Linked DNA regions of Hordeum vulgare: region 1 is linked to region 2. The links are chromatin contacts, called in public Hi-C maps. All regions are on one chromosome and are shown on one strand. The core of a region is the stretch at or near the end of the contact, and the rest is flanking DNA. Distances in the headings are between cores, read along the strand shown. Region 1 holds the start of LOC123401271 (ribonuclease J). Region 2 holds the start of LOC123404797.

The links. Hi-C and Micro-C count contacts between places; a contact is called where the count stands out from the background.
Region 1: a Hi-C map of seedling shows a contact between it and region 2, with 4 times the contacts expected there. The contact joins the promoter of LOC123401271 here to the promoter of LOC123404797 in region 2. A contact is called at or near these places in 2 of 6 Hi-C or Micro-C datasets (leaf and seedling).

What each region holds. Positions count from the first base shown.
Region 1 is chr6H:268,086,743-268,091,728 of MorexV3_pseudomolecules_assembly, forward strand. LOC123401271 (ribonuclease J) reads left to right here and starts at 1,400. Exons shown (of 18, transcript XM_045095031.1): 1 at 1,400-1,599; 2 at 1,704-1,932; 3 at 2,268-2,391; 4 at 3,229-3,285; 5 at 3,404-3,595; 6 at 3,670-3,747. The coding sequence starts at 1,485.
Region 2 is chr6H:267,713,995-267,719,579 of MorexV3_pseudomolecules_assembly, forward strand. LOC123404797 reads left to right here and starts at 3,723. Exons shown (of 4, transcript XR_006611914.1): 1 at 3,723-4,519.

The DNA of each region.
Region 1 (4,986 bases), core at 150-2,649, 370 kb after region 2:
CATAACTTGAGATATAGCTCTCGCGGTTTTCCTCAGCCCGTTGGAGTTGGCTCAACAATTGCCCAATTCCTAGCTGGTCGCCCGACAGTAAGGCTGGTCGTAATGGAAGTATCATAAGCATTATCCTGCATGTGAACTAGGCTTATTTGATGACGTGGCACACTATTAAATGAGGAAAAAGAGGATGTTGTATCATATTAAATGTTGTACTACTTTGTGTCATGCATGACAATTAATAAGGCAACCTAGATATTAATTTATGATACTATGCATTATGAAAATAATACATATTACTAGTGTGTGATACTCCCTATTATGGACAACCTAGGCTGGTCGTAATGGGAGTATCATAGATAGTATCATGTATATCAACTAGGCATATTTGATGAGGTGACATTCCTATAATTAAATGAAGAAAAAGAGGATTGAGTATCATATCATAATACTGTATCATATTAAATGTTGTGCTACCATTTGTCATGCATGATAATAAATGAATTATGCTACAATACTCATCTACTCCGTCCGTTTCTAAATATAAGACCTGTTAGAGATTTCACTGTGAAATACATACAGATGTATATAGACATACTTTAGAGTGTAGATTTATTCATTTTGATTCGTATATAATCCATAGTTGCAATCTCTAAAAAGTCTTATATTTACAAACGAAAGGAGTATAATACTATGCATTAAAGATGTAGTATCATACACTAGTATCATATGCATGATACTTAATATAATAATCTCTCCGTTTCTGAAAAAACATTTATCTTTTAAAGATTCAACTACACACTACATACGGAGCAAAATGAATGAATTTTTACTCTAAATTATCTATATATATATATATATCTGTACGTAGTTTATAATGAAATCTCTAAAAATATAAATATTTAAGAACGGAGGGAGTATATAATACTCTCTGTTACAAGGTTTTCCATTTTATTGCGTAGTTACTCTTTGACCGCGATACAAACATTAACAGAAAATGAAAGAAACCGCCGATAAATGAAAGAAGGGAACCAACACAATGTGACTTCTCGCCTGTTGGACAATATGACAGAAGCGCAACCAATGCACCTTCAAGAAAAAAGCTCCCAAGCATGAGAGTTATCATCGCAAGGATCACAAATGACATTGGAGCAATGGAGGTTAGCGGAAGCTAAATGCATAAAAAAACCTTCAAAAAACCACCGTGAGATATCAAACTATATGCCTTTTTTTTCTTTTTCTTTGGGAAGTTTGACCGAGGTGGTTAAACGACCCTTACATCACTTTCTTTTTTTCCATCGCTTTCCAATTGCGAGCAAGGGTGAAACTTAAAAAAACAATACAAACATTAACTCCCCGACCCGAAAGAAAAACATTAACTCGCCAACCACGGCTCCTCCGTTATCCCATTCGCTCTCTCGCGGCCTGTGCTCCACTCCACTCCACGCCCTCCCTCCCGGCCCCCGGTCCGAACCTCCCGCGCCGCCGCCATGGTCGCGCTCGCCTCCCTCTCTTCTCTGTGCCTCTGCGGCTTCGATCGCCGCCGTTCCGCCTCCGCGCCAACCTCCATATCATGCTGCGTGGTCGCAGCTCCCTCCGGCAGAGGTAAAATGTCTCGACTTTCTGAACCTTCATCCCCTGTTGACGAACCTGTCCTTTCTCTCACCCCAAATTGGCCTACCAATGTGCTTCTCCTCTTTATTTGACAGGGTCTCACGAATCCAGAATACCCCGTAGAAGGTTCCGAAGAACCGAGGGTGCTACTAAGAGCATGGAAGATTCAGTCAAGCGAAAGATGGAGCAGTTCTACGAGGGGGTGGATGGTCCGCCCCTCCGGGTCCTCCCAATCGGCGGCCTTGGGGAAATCGGCATGAATTGCATGCTCGTCGGGAACTATGACCGTTATATTCTGATTGATGCAGGGGTTATGTTCCCAGAGTATGTGTTTCATACTTGCATTCCTGTAGCTTGCTAATCTCTTTCTGCGTATGCCATCCTTATAATGCATTTTCTGACCACATTTAGAAATCATATATTCAAGTGAGGACTTAGATGAATAACTGTTTCTCTTGTAAATCACACTGCTTCACAAGGACTTCAATTTTTATGTGGATTCTCTAGGTAGACTTGTATAATGTGCATGTACAAAGTTTCCTGTTCCCTTACTCCTTAGTTGGTGCGGAGGCCGAGAGGAAAACTGTCATTATCTATTGTTTCCTGTCCACACGTGTTCTGAATTTTGACGTAGTGGGTTTTATTTGAACTTATGTCAGCTACGACGAGTTTGGTGTGCAAAAGATTATTCCTGACACAACTTTCATCAAGAAATGGAGCCACAAGATTGAAGCAGTTATTATTACACATGGCCATGAAGATCACATTGGTGCGTTGCCTTGGGTAAATAATTCTTCTGTTACTCTAATATAACATTTATCAGGATTGCTTGGCTATCTGCCGCTCACTTAATTGCGTGATAATGATATGAAAACTAACAGTCTTGTATCATGTTTTGAGTCACAATAGCACAATGGAACTCCTTAGTTGACAAGTTAGAACCTTTTGCTTACAGTCTGGTTCTTTCCATGCGTAGCATCTCTTAGTGGTCAAACTTCAAAGATAGGTAGTTTAGTTATACAACACCCTCTGTGTTGTACAATGCACGCAATCCTGAGCCAGAGTTTCCATTTGCTGAATAGCATGTTTCAGAAATAGCTGCAGTGTCAATTAAATCCAAGAACTGCCAAGGGAATGTCACATGACAAGTGTTCTTATGAGGAAAATCATGTGGCATCTCTAGTGTTTGTTTTGCTAGATCTTCTAGTTTGGAGGAAGTACTCTTGATAGTTCCTTCTAGAGCATTAAGTGGGAAATAGATCATTAACAATCTTTGCTTTCAAGGCATAGATCGATTTTGATTTGTCTCAACGTTAGATGTATGACTTGGGACCAGAAGTCACTTGATTTTATTTTGTGAATACCATAGTTTTTCTTTGAGTTAGTTTGGGCAAGGCTTGTTCAAACATGACACACTTAAATTATACACGACCATGCCAATGTTTGGCATCTGGTTAGCTCTTTTTATGTATACATTTTCTCTGCATTTTTGTTATTTTATATGTTGCTTTTCATAGACACTGCTAACTTGATATCTTGAGATCATATTTCTGAGCTTTTTTTTATCCACCTTTGGAAGTACCATATGCTCATTTGTCCCTTCATCGTTGCTGTTGATAGGTTATTCCTGCATTGGATTCGACCACACCTATTTTTGCATCATCTTTTACGATGGAGGTAACACTCAATTGTTTGATCACTACTTGCATGTTTCATGATGTTGATGTATTATTACTAGTATATTTGCTGCCAAATCTTCAAAAGTTATGACATGAATTTATTCTTATTTGGGCAGCTCATAAAAAAGCGTTTGAAGGAGTTTGGGATTTTTCTCTCATCCAGGCTTAAGAGTTTTAGAGTTAGAAATAGATTTCAGGCTGGTCCATTTGAAGTGGAACCTATCCGTGTAACTCATTCAATTCCAGACTGCTGTGGATTAGTACTTCGTTGTGGTGATGGCACAATTTTCCATACCGGTGACTGGAAAGTAAGTTATATCAGCAATAATTGTACACTGTGTTCTTTAACTGGACTGTTCGGTTAACTTATTTTCAATTAAAGATTGATGAATCACCAGTGGATGGAAAAATATTCGACCGACAAGCATTGGAGGAGCTCTCGAAAGAAGGTGTTACTCTGGTAAGTTGATCCCTATTGACTGACATCTGTACCTTTTTTTCCCAATTCTTTAGGCCGTTGGCATGTATTTCACATATACCATATTGTACAAAAATACTCCCTCATTGCCAAAATGTAAGACATAAATTTTGTCCTAAGTCAAACTTTTTAAAGTTCCCAAGTATGGTATTGTAGATGTTGATATTTTTCCCTGTGAACTTGATCAAACTTCAATTTTGACCCTATATTTAAAGCTACACAGTTACTATGGAAAAAGAACTACAAATATTTAAAAACTAAACAAGTGTTTTTTCGAGAAAACGCAAAAAGCATTTGCGTTTATTTGCATTGAAAACAAGGAGTTCAGTTACAATCGTCCTAGGACACGAATTGCATTACGATCAGTGGACATTCCAGGTTTGTGGGATCACAAGCCGGAGGCCAGGTGCCCCGGCGGCCGCCCAGGAACGAGCCTCGTCCTTGATCCTATCTAGAAGCGTATTCATGGATGGTGTTGCAGTATCAAAGACGCAGCTGTTTCTGTGCTTCCAAACCATCCAGGGCACGAGCAGCGCGGCTGATTTGAGGGCTTTGTGGAGGATCCCCGGCGTGTTCTCCTTGGCATGCATCCACCACTCCATGAGCGAGGGCTCGCGGCTGGGTATAGGAGCTGGAATGTGTAGCCAAGCCAGGGTCTCATGCCATGCCTCGCGAGCGAATGGGCATTCCAGCAGTAGGTATCGTAAGGTTTCCGTCTCTTGATTGCATAGGAGGCAGCATGGGTGGTGCTGCAGTCCATGGCGGGCCAACCTCTCGGCAGTCCAGCAACGATCCTGGTTGGCCAACCAATGGAAGAATTTAACCCTCGGCGGCGCCCAACTTTTCCATATGAGCTTCCAGGAGTAGCAGGCCGTCGATCCATGGAATGTGGCCAAGTAACAGGACTTCGCAGAGTAGGTGCCGCTTGCTGTCCAGTTCCAGATCAACTGGTCGGGGGCAGCCGAGAGCTCGATGTGTTGTATGATCTGCAAGAGCTGCAGGTACTGACCGATCTCCTACAAGCTCAATGTGCCGTGGATGTCGCGTGCCTAGGAGTTGCCATTGAGTTCGTCCGCCACAGATCTGGTCGTGTGTCGGCGCTTGGGTATGCAGTCATACAGGCGGGGCATGAGCTCGCACATGGACCGGCCGTTGATCCACCGGTCCTCCCAGAGCAGGGCGGTCATGTCGTTCCCGACGACCATGTAAGAGGATGCCCAG
Region 2 (5,585 bases), core at 2,473-4,972:
CATATCCATCCGGACGCGATGCATCTGGTGGTGTAGGTGTGGGGCCCCGCCCAGCGCGTAAAGCGAGCCGATGCCGCGATCGGCCCCATGGTGGGCGCCAAATGTCGGTGAATACTCACAAGATATGCCATAGGTAGGCTAAAGTCGGTGAGAACCGAAGGGACAATGGAGGGCACTGGGGACGAGGTTGGTACAAGCATGGAACGCACGATGTACCTAGGTTCAAGGCTCTCCGTAGAAATAAGACCCCTAGTCCTGCCGGAGTGTATGATGTATATGGATGGATTACAAGGTTGCTCCTGGAGTTGTGTTGAGGAGGAGGAAGAGGGGAGCAGCCGGCTCGTCTCTGCCTCTCTCTATGTGGTTGGTGGGTGTGAACTGTAGTTCGACCGACACCCTGCATGGAGGGTGACCGGGGGGTTTTATAGACGAACCCACCGGCATACAATATGGATAAAGGGTACAAGAGTGGGACCCGGCTGGCAGCCTCGCCGGCTGGCCAGGGGGCCCATGAGGGTCTTGTCTTGTCGCTTGAGGGGCCCGCCGGCTGCATGGTATCGTCTGGCGGTGGGACCCACCGGCTGGCCAATGAAGCTCTCGCGTAAGGTTGACGCCGAGCATGCGTTGTATGTCCGGCATCATCAAGCGAGATTCGTCATGGGCAGATAGTACAACTGCCTCCACTGTTCCCCACGTCGAGTGCAGTAATGGAGTGGGAGTTTGACGGTTTGACACTATGCTAGGTGATGGATCAGAGCCGGGGTAGGTCAGCGTCGTGGCCGCCGACGCTCGTACCTACCGCGCACTCCGATCCAGTACCCTTCTGACACGTAGCTACCTTTAATCGTAGGGTCTCGTCATGACCTACGATCTGATGTGACTTGAGATCCCCGACCGGCTAGCCTGCTTGGCTAGCCGGCTTGGACACGGCCACCTCATTCCTAGCCGGCTGGCTTGGCCAAGACGGTGAGGAAGGGGTAGCCATCTCGCCTCTAGCTGGTAGGGGTTGCGTGGCCGGCGAGAGAGTTGGTCGCCTCGTCCTCGAGCCGGCATGTGCAGTCTAGCCGGCCAGAAGACTTGGGCCTTGGGAAACGGTACTTGGTCATATCCTTTGGGCAGGAAATGAAGGAGGAGGCTCGATGAGCCTACCCCGGGGTTATCCCCCCGACAAAAGTATTAGTTTGGGAAAAAAGCATTTAAATTTAGGTTTTCCAAAACCCCTCGATTGAGGTTTGTACTACAAGTCCTCAAATTGGGTGGATTGTTCTACCCCCAAAGACTTTGTTTGGAACCTACCATATATAAGACGTCCCAAAACTGCCAAATAATTATTTTAACACTTATTTTCCTATTTTATTTAAATACATTTTTCTGAGGCCAGAAATGGCCTTTAATAGGGAAAAAATATTTTAATGGTTTCAAAATATTTGAGAAAAATAAGGGAAACTCACTGGACATATATTTTCCGTATATAAGAGTTTCAACACGTGGTCATGTTCAAAATATTGGACAAAACCCCTCAAAACCCTTTCTGCCTATTTCAAGCATTTGAAATATTTCTATAAGAAATATTCTCAAATAATTACAAGAAAATTCTAGCAAGTCACACATGATATATGTGGTGATCTTGCAAAGTTTCATCTCAATCCTAGTTGATTTGTTTCACCAAAATATTCCAAACCCTCTTTGCCCACAACAAAATTGGAGGAACTATACATTGCCAAGTTCTCCCATTTGATCCCAAACCTTTTGGGCAAGTTCTAATCACTAACTAATGCCTCCACACAAACATGTTCATTAGGTGTAATGATTTTGCATGGTTACGTCAATGGAAACACATTTTTGTTGATTCCTAGGGTTTTCCATCTCTACATTGTCAACTTTCCTCAAATGAGCTCAAGCATTGTGACCACTCTCATTTTACTCATCATTTGGTCCTGTTAAATCTCACAACAAGTGGGAAATTTTATCTTTCCGAAACACACATCGAACACCTTCTCGTGATTTGGGGAAAAACACATTTTGACCCCTTCCAATGTTCTCCTTCACCCCAAATTTCTACCAGAGTAGCTCCTAGTTACCATTCACCTCTAGTAAAAGTCTCAAGCCCCTGCTCAATCATGGAGCGGAGTAAAAACTCTAATTACCCCCTCTGGATAGCTATGGCAACACCTATTTTACCTCCCCCTCTCTCCATTTCTTCATCCCTACTTTTACCTTAGCTCCTAGGCACTCATGGGCGTCTCCAAAACCACGCTCTAGAGCATGCGACAGTGCACTCCCGCGCTATAGCCGCCCCATCCCAAAGCTCCCAACTACCTCGGGCCTCCCGAGCACGCGTGTCGAAGCCCATCGTCATCCGCAGCATGTCATAGCCCTGTCCCCTCTTCCTTCTCCCTCCTGCTGCCCTTCCTCGCACGTGCGTCGGTCGCCCGAGAGCCCTAATGAGCAAAATCACATGGGCGGGCTTCAAGCTTCCCCCCGTTCCTCCCCTTCCCATCCACAGACCAGGACCACGTCCATAACCACCGTATACATGGCCTAGGGCATCCCAGAGGCCCATGGCAATGCCCTCGAACTCGCCATGCTCTCTGTCCATGGTGAGCTCCAGCCACCACTATATAGAGGCTCCCAGGCCTCCCCCTTGCCTCTGATCACCCTAGCTCCATCCCAGTCGACCCCAAGTAGCATCTACGCACCCTCCGAAGCATCCAGAGCTCGTGATCAAGTCGAGTGCTGCCGCCTCCGGTTGTCTCCTCCGGTCCTGATTCCTCTCCCCGTGATTGTCTCTAACCTACCTGATGTGATGCCCTCTATCTGCCGTTCATTCCAGCAAGGGATCGTCCCTGACGACCTCCACCGAAGCTTCTACGCAACGAGTACACATGGCCGGTGAGCCGTGTAACACCTCGGAACCGACGCTCGAGAAGATTCCCTTTTTATTTCGGTACCACCGTGTGATTTATTTGGATGTCTCATTTATCATCGCATCATGGAGCTCATCTGCATAGTGTGGGTACTTTGTTGTCGTCATTTAAAAAAATTGCATATGTTTGTAGTTACAGGTCCACTCCATTTTTGTCGTTGATCGTTTGAGACCAACCACACACGCACGCGCCCGCAACATCATTGAAATATTGTTTTTAAATGTGCGTATAAAATATTCTCAGAATGGGTTGGAATTTGGCATGCAGTCTTAATATAGTGTAGGTACGCAGCCTGCCAAATTTCATTGCAAACGAAATTAGTTTGATACCCCAACTGTCAAATCTATAGCGGCACTGCGAGTCAAAAGTGAGACATTTTTTAGTGTTTAAAAATCTCAGGCCGGGCTACCCATTTTTCCTCTCATCTTTGCCTAGCCTCTCTGCACAGTGCACTGAGCTGCTCGCAACCTAGTGAGGAACTTCCCCTGGACCCGAACCCGGCGGTCATGACTGTTGGATCCAGATCAACCCCGTAATATCCCAAACCATCATCGGTCTTTCATTTCGACCCCTAACCTATTTAACCACGACCGAACGATTTAGATCGAAGGAACCAAATAGCCCCTATCCCAATCCAGCTATATTATATATATATATATATATATATATATATATATATATATATATATATATATATATATATATATATATATATATGCAGCCACCTAGCCCATTTTAGATCAGCCTTAATTTCTAGGAGAAATGTCCCATCCTCGCTGCCACTTCCATACTCCTCCTCAGATCCCCGCCACCAGCCAGCTCGATACCAGCCAACCACCAACATCCGACGCTGCCCCTTGTTTTCTGTGCCTGGCTGGCCCACAGCCTCCGCAACGCGTTCCTACCTGTCCTCCTGGATGCGTCCGTCGCACGTAGGGAGCCCGAGGCTCCCCGTGCGCATGCCCGTAGTGCCCTGCAGCCCGAGGCCGCACCCTCTTCTGCTGTTGTCTACCTTGTCGACCCCAGCTTCGCCCCGCCTCCACCGGCCGGCGAGCCACAAGAGCTCGCCCAACCGTCGCACCCTCAAGTTGTCCTTGCTGCTAGCAACCGCAGGTCGACCCGAGTCCCTTCCCTCTCCTTCCTCCTTCCTCCTCTCTCCCCTCTCCCTACTTCTCTCATTCTCTCTCTGTAACTCGAAGCAACAGAAGCTCCCCCCATGGCCGCATGAGCAGCAAGCTTTGCCACTTGCCGTCATTCTTTGCCACATCCAGCCCCCTCCGCGATGGATCCACCTGTTCCCGCAACCCAAGCTCCATCCAGCCATCTCCTCGCCTCGGTGGAGCTGCCTCTTATCGCGTCGCCCCTGCAACGAGCGAGGAGCTCGCCTGCCTGTGTCAACCTCCCGAGAGGCCCTGTCCATAGACCAGTTCGGGTCAGACGTGGGCCAGCCTCATCACGGCCCAACGGCGTCCGAAGGCCAAGTGGAGCCCAGGCCCAGCCGCGTCTTCGCCTGGCCTGCCTATGCCCCACCTCAGCCCATCAACGAACGGAGTCCGAGCGGCCTCCTCTCCGACTGGGCGAGGCCCAGCAAGGTAAGTCAACGCCAACCGCCCCAGTTTCTCGCCGTGGGCGAGATTTTCTATGCTACGCTCGCCAGGATTCGCCCTGTATTGTTTTTTTAGGTTTTCAAATTTGTTGAATTTTCTAGAGAATTTTTAATTACAAAAAATGCGTCATTTTAAAATGCTAATAATTGATTAACCATGGATCGCATGTAAAAACTTTATATATGTATAATGTTTGGAATTTCATGTAGATTAATAATAACCAACTTTCATGCACGGTTAAGGATGTTTAACCCCTTGTTTGCATTGTTTTACGTGATGTAATATTAAAATGATTTAGTTCATAACAAAATAATAGTGCATCAGATTTACAAACTTTATACATGAAAAATGCTTAGAATTTTGTGCAGTTTCACTATATCCAACTCTCACATGTGTTTAAAATGTTTAACTTCTATTTTTATTTAATTTGCACAAATGACATGATAAAATATTTGCCTCATAATTAAATAATCGTAGGTCCGATTAAAATGATTCACATATGTAAATTGACTAGAAAAATGTGTAGAATATCATGATGGCATTTATTTTGCTGTTTAATAACTCTAACACTGTGTTATAGGTAGAACAATACCAAAACCTTAATATACATATGGGGACTTTCCGGAATTTTTGTTCATTGTTTTGGCCGCATTTAACCTGCCTAGAATTTCATGTAGTTTCATAATATCTTGTTGCATCCATGATCAACATGCTTGTGGCTGACATTTGCACAAATTTTGCATTCACACCATATCATCTTGTGTTGCTCATATCTTTTAGATCGAAGCTCCATTTTAGATGATCTATATATGTAAATCTACTAGAATGACGTGTAGAATCACATGGTTCACTTTATTTTTATGTTTAATAAATACAAAAATATGTTTATTACAGAACTGGAGCAATTTCGAAATTAACATATGGGGTCATTTCAGAAATGATATATGTTGTTTCCGACCTCATTAAAATGCATATATATGTAGTATATTTATGCTTCACCTTTTATCATGTTTAACAACACTTAACATGGTCTTGTACCTAAACGGGAGTG